2 separate regions of the Mus musculus genome follow, and region 2 is linked to region 1. The links are chromatin contacts, called in public HiChIP or PLAC-seq maps. All regions are on one chromosome and are shown on one strand. The core of a region is the stretch at or near the end of the contact, and the rest is flanking DNA. Distances in the headings are between cores, read along the strand shown.

Evidence for each region. HiChIP or PLAC-seq counts read pairs in DNA pulled down with a chosen protein or histone mark.
Region 2: a contact with region 1 is called in an H3K4me3 HiChIP or PLAC-seq map of the SCID.adh cell line, with 31 read pairs. The contact joins the promoter of Cenpf here to the enhancer-like site in region 1. A contact is called at or near these places in 1 of 39 promoter capture datasets (embryonic stem cells), 1 of 15 datasets of contacts at CTCF or cohesin (CD8 T cells), 75 of 484 Hi-C or Micro-C datasets (the C2C12 cell line, the G1E-ER4 cell line, the HL-1 cell line and 26 more), 10 of 115 datasets of contacts at active chromatin or transcription factors (the SCID.adh cell line, effector CD8 T cells, embryonic stem cells and 2 more) and 3 of 9 other capture datasets (adipose tissue, embryonic stem cells and liver).

What each region holds. Positions count from the first base shown.
Region 1 is chr1:189,647,475-189,650,433 of GRCm38.p6, reverse strand. Cenpf (centromere protein F) reads left to right here. Exons shown (of 18, transcript NM_001081363.2): 16 at 1,347-1,823. Among named protein-coding and RNA genes, the nearest start is that of Gm30088, 29 kb to the right of the region's middle. Within about 2 kb of position 1,428, at least 2 of the 459 cell types and tissues checked have an H3K27ac peak or open chromatin away from gene starts, as enhancers often do. A contact at or near this core is called in the SCID.adh cell line, where this site is marked.
Region 2 is chr1:189,686,675-189,689,633 of GRCm38.p6, reverse strand. It overlaps Cenpf (centromere protein F), which reads left to right and starts at 1,548. Exons shown (of 18, transcript NM_001081363.2): 1 at 1,548-1,658.

The sequences.
Region 1 (2,959 bases), core at 179-2,678:
CTTGTGTAAGACTTAGCTATAGTTAAGACTGTAGGATTCAGAGTGAAGCCTACATTTCGGAATAGAATTATTACCATGGGGGAAGATAGTACTCTTTGCTAATGGATCTCCTTCAAGAGTTTGCCATTTTGGTAGTGGTTTTGTTTTGTTTGTTTGTTTGTTTTCTCTGTGTAGCCCTGGCTGTCCTGGAATTCACTCTGTAGACCAGGCTGGCCTCGAACTCAGAAATCCTGTCTCTGCCTCCCAAGTGCCGGGATTAAAGGTGTGCACCACTACTGCCCGACATTTCTCTTCTCTTCTCTTCTCTTCTCTTCTCTTCTCTTCTCTTCTCTTCTCTTCTCTTCTCTTCTCTTCTCTTCTCTGCTCTGCCCCTGCCCCTGCCCCTGCCCCTGCCCCTGCCCCTGCCCCTGCCCCTGCCCCTGCCCCTGCCCCTGCCCCTCCCCCTGCCCCTCCCCCTGCCCCCCCTCCCCCTCTCCTTTTCTTCTTCTCTTCTCTCATTGGTAATTAACCATGCTGCTTTTATCCACTCACACTCTGCTTTCTCCATGGATACCCAGTGACTAGTATGTGTGGGAGGCTTCTAGAGTGTGGCAGTGCAGTGCAGTGCAGTGCAGTGGTCTTTTCTACCAAGTAGAGTGATTGGAGTAGGTTTGAAAACTGGGAGTTTTCCTCATAAATCGCTTGCCATCCCTAGCACCAGAAGCTTACTGAGGCCCCTGCCTTGATGTGGTTCTACATTTGTACCTACTTGCCCCTGTATTCACTCAAAATGCTTTCACGGCCTTTAGCGACTTACATTTTCATAGGCTGGCACCTGTCACCAAAACCATGCAGCATAGACTTTGTGATCATTACTGAGTTAGATTGCTTATTCATTTCTGGTGGAAAGAATGGGTTGGGAAAAGAGGGCTATAGAAAGTTAGTTTGCTTGGCTCTTGTAACTGCTTCTCTAAGGGGATTTAAGTTTAGTTGGGTTCTAGTTGCACTGTTACGTGTGTTAGACTGCTTCATAGTCTTCAGACACAGCAGGATGTGCTCCTTAACGTCTGCACAGGTCCAAAGACCAGGCTTAGAGATCACCTGCTGGGTCTGGAGACACGGCTCAGCGGTTAAGAGCACTGACTGCTCTTCTAGAGGTCCTGAGTTCAATTCCCAGCAACCACATGGTGCCTTATAACTATCTGTAGTGAGATTCAGTGCCTCCTTCTGGTGTGTCTGAAGACAGCAACAGTGTACTCACATATATGAAATAAAAATAAATCTTAAAAAAAGATTACCTGCTGGGAAGTGTTCATTATTAATGGAGTAGCGGCAAGTTGTGTGACGGGATCACTTTGTTTTCACAGGTTCTCTTGTAGACAGTAACGTAGATGAAGTAATGACTGAGAACAAAGCGCTGAAAGAGACTCTGGAAGAAAAAGTCAAGGAAGCAGATAAGTACTTGGATAAGTACTGTTCCCTGCTGATAAGCCACGAGGAGCTCGAGAAAGCCAAGGAGATATTAGAAATAGAAGTTGCTCGGCTGAAGTCACGGCAGTCCAGACAGGATCTCCAGAGTTCTCCTTTGCTTAATTCTTCCATTCCAGGACCGTCTCCAAATACTTCTGTTAGTGAGATGAAGTCAGCATCTGGCCAAAATAAAGCTTCAGGCAAGAGGCAAAGGTCCAGTGGGATTTGGGAGCATGGTAAACGGGCAGCACCTTCTACAGCAGAGACATTTTCTAAGAAAAGCAGGAAGTCGGACAGTAAGAGCACTCGCCCTGCTGAGCACGAGCAGGAAACCGAGTTTGAGCCAGAAGGCCTCCCAGAAGTCGTTAAAAAAGGTATACAGAATTATTAAAAGAGAGTATACAGAATTATATACAGAATTATTATATACAGAACTATAGGGTGAGGCTGCATCTCATCGGAAGACCATGAGCTTAGAGCTTGCATATGGCCCTTTGTTCAAGTCCTTGTGAAAATATACGAAGTTTTGAGATTTCACATAAAATTGGCACAAGGAAAGATAGAAATCTTTACTTTTTAGGTTTTAAAATATTGCACAGTAGCCCACTGCCTAGAGAAACTAGTTCATTTTTAAATTGGTGACATTATAAATCACTGAGATTGGCTAACAGTACAAAAAGCTGGTAGACTTGGAAATGAGTGCTAAATGTCTGTTTAGAAATTCTGTTTTCAGTCAGCTTTTCCTTTCTTGGGACAAGTGGACTGGTTGACAATGCCCCTTCCCCCCACCCCCTCCCGAAGTAATAGTTTAGAACTTTGAAAACTACTTGATATTGTTGCAGTGTCTAAAATCACAAGTAGACTTTTTTGTTCTATTAACTCTGTCTTTTGCTTTTTTAATTCTTTCTGATATTTTGAGACAGAATCTTGCTGTGTAGCCCAGGCTAGTCTTGATCTTGAAGTATTTCTGTCTTCGCTTTTTTGTGCTAGGATTACAGACATAGACCATACCCAGCTTCAGTCATATAGTTTTGTTTATTTGTTTGTTTGTTTATAAAACCTACAGCAGTTTGGGTCTTCTGCCCTAATCCTGAAATCAAAGCTGATGTGAAGCATGGTGTTCTGAGTAACTGTGGTTCCCACGTATGTAGCTAGCTAGCACTCTCTAGTAGATTACTTATTTGTGAGCCTGTGGTTAGCTGAGTGCAGTTGTAGAGTACCTACCCTGTGTTGTCACTTTTTTGTTTTATTTTTGTTTTGTTTTGATTTGTTTTGGGTTTTTAAGAGAGTTTTTCTGTGTAAGAGCCCTGCCTGTCCTGGACTCACTTGGAGGCTGACCTCACTCAGAGATGAACCTGCCTTTACCTCCTGAGTGCTGGATTAAAGGCATGTGCTGGATTAAAGGCATGTGCCACCATACCATGTGATAGCTTTCAGGGTTTTTGTGACTAGTCTTCTCTACCCCAGTCAGGTCAGTTTCTTTCCTGGGAGGAGACAATATGAGCAGATA
Region 2 (2,959 bases), core at 299-2,798, 39 kb before region 1:
GCCTGGCCATGGAGGGGTCCTTGAGTCAGAGAGAAACTAAGCCTTTTTTCTAATACTCTTGTTGCTATCAGTTGGAGTCAAATTACCAGAAACCAGAGGTCTTAGAATAGCAAAGAATTAAAGAGAAAAACTCCTGAAAGCAAGCAGCTTTTGGACATACAATAGCAAAGAATTAAAGTCAGAGAAATTGCTAAAAGTAAGTAGTCTTTGGCTACAGAATAGCAAAGAGAACTGCCAAAGATAAAGCAGCTTTGGTCTCCATCTGACTCTGTAACTCTTAGCTGCCTTCCTGGGGAAACTGGGTGCTGGGATAAGCCCTGGGCACTAAGTGACCCTAAAAAGAAATGGGATGTGAGCAGAGAGACAATGAGAGGGATCACTGGAGAGGAAAGAGGAACTGAGAGCATTTTTATGTTTTAATTTTATGTGCATGCATGTTTTGCCAGCACGTATGTCGTTACATACCTGTTGCCTGTGGGCCCAGAAAAGGGAATCAGATTCCCTGAGCTGGATTTATAGATAGTTGTGACCTACTATGTGGATGTTAGGAACTGTACCCAGGTCTTCTGCAAGAGCAGCAACTGCTGAGCCACCTCTACAATTCCAAGGATATTTACTTCTTTTTTTAAAATTATTTTATTTTAAATTTATTTTCCACACTCCATATTCCATACCCCCGCCCCTATCCACCCTCCGTTTGCATCACATCCCATACCTCCTATGGATATTTACTTTTAAAGAAAAATATTTAGGCATTTAGGTGCTATTAGGAAAGTGGAAGCAGTATACTCAGTTTAGAAGAGCCTTGTGAATATTTGAATCTGATGAAGTGTTCCCCTCGGATCTCATATTCAGTAAATCCTGTCGGCGTGAGCCACCACAACCCATGCGAATCGCATATCCAGATTTTGAAAATATGGAGATGACAGAGAGGTCAGCAGTTGAGTTTTGCATGCATGTCTAGATTCAAGTTCAGATTATTTGTTATACTGTGCCTCTGTTATCCGCCCCCCCACCCCCCGCCTCCCCTCCCCTCTTCTTTTCTTTTCGAGACAAGGACTCTTGTCTATAGCCAGGCTGTCCTCCAAACGCCCTCCGCAGGGCTGCTATGGCAGGTGCGCGCCAACTTTTAAAGTAATAATCAACTTCGCAGCTAACTTTTATAATAATAATCCCCTCAGAGCTAACACCTTACGCTTGTCCTACGGTTAGAGCGAGCGGCCTCCCCGCAGCACAGACCTCACCTTACCCTGCTCCTCAAGCCCGCCCAGCCGCTCAGGGTTTAACCCTCATTCAGACCCGCAGTCCGCTCCTCCCAGCGTGCGGAGCCCGTCTCTAGGCAACGCCAGTGCATCCGACGTCTGCGCAGGCTCCGCCGCCGGCTCTGCTTGTTTTTAAACAGTCGTCCAAAAGGGCCAATCAGAGGCGGCTCACCGAGAAGCCGGGTGAGGACTGGTCGAAAGCCTCTCGCCATGGCCAATGGGCGTGGAGGCTAGCTGGGCGGGACCGGAAGTGAGCGGGAGGGAAGAGGGGCGGCGGCGGCGGGCAGTTTGAATCGCTCGTGCTGGTCGGGGAGGAACGGTGCGCTGTGTGAGGAGCTCGGCGGTGAGGAACTCGGGGCTCGCAGAGCCCGGAGCCAGGTTCTGTGAGGAGCTCAGGTGAGCAGCGTCCCCCCTCGGGGCCCCCGTCCTCCGCCCGCGGCCCCCCATCGGAGGCCCGCATGGTTTCTAGAAGCTTCTTTCTCACTTGGCGGCTTAGGGTCGCCAGGGTGCCAGGCTGTGCTGTGTGCTCAGCAGCCAGAACTAGCTAGCACTGGCAGAGAGGCAGGGGATCCTGACGGAGGACAACAGCAGAAACCTGCCAGACCCTCTTTAGGGCCTGAGGCGGGCGGTGGGCCCATGAACGGAGCCCTCCGCATTTTAAAGACATACTTTCGGTGGAAGTTCTTTTACACCGTCACCACAGAGATTTTGCTTCATCTTTCAAAGTCTTCTTCTCAGACCCTGCCTCTTTAATCTTAATTTTTTACATTTACGGATTTTACAACTTTTGCTCTAGTGACCCGATTTAGGTGGCTGACAGGTTGTTCCGTACCCAGTCAACACCTAATGGCAATTAGGCGATCGGTGTGATGTATTTATATATAAGTGTAGGAGAGGTAGAAAATGTATATAAGTGTGTAATGAACATAGTAAAAAAAAATGCCTTTTAAACACCCAAGACTAATAACCAAAACTCTGACATCACTCACTCCAAATAACAATCCTAAAACCCCATGATCCCCAGTGAACAGTATATAATTGGAGACTAAGACAATGCTCTGCGCTGCACATATGAGAAGACACCACCATAATCTGCCCTCAGGAGCCTCAAATCAAAAACTTCTGTTGGCTTGTAAGGCCTTAATGGGAAAGGTTGTGTGTAGTCTTGCTTCAATTTGATGTCCCAGGATCAGGTGGTATCCAAGGGGGTCTCCTCCCCTCTCTGAGAAGGGAAGGTGTTTGTGAGGATGGGACTGGGATCACAGGCAGAAGGGGAGGCTACCATTAGGATGTAGAATGAATAAATAATAATAATAAAAAGGAAAAAAAAAACTGAACCTGACAAGCTAAAATATGTCACCCAGGTGAGCAGCCCTGGGAAGATAGGGTTAAGACTGTAATTAGAAATTTAAAGTGTAAATACTGTATACTAATCCTCAGCATAATAAAATATAACTTTAGTTATCTTAACTACATTTGTAAATATCTTCTTGCTCTCAACAAAGTGTGTGACTACAAACATGAATATAGCTGTTTGTAGGTTTTGAATTAGAAAATAAACCTGCTGGATTCCCTTGCTTATATTGCCTCTCTAGATGTTTTGTTGCTTTTATTTTGTTTTGTTTTTTGACTTGTTGGCTGTGTAGCCCTGTCTGGCCTGGAACTCACTCTGTAGACCAGGCTGGCTTCAAACTCAG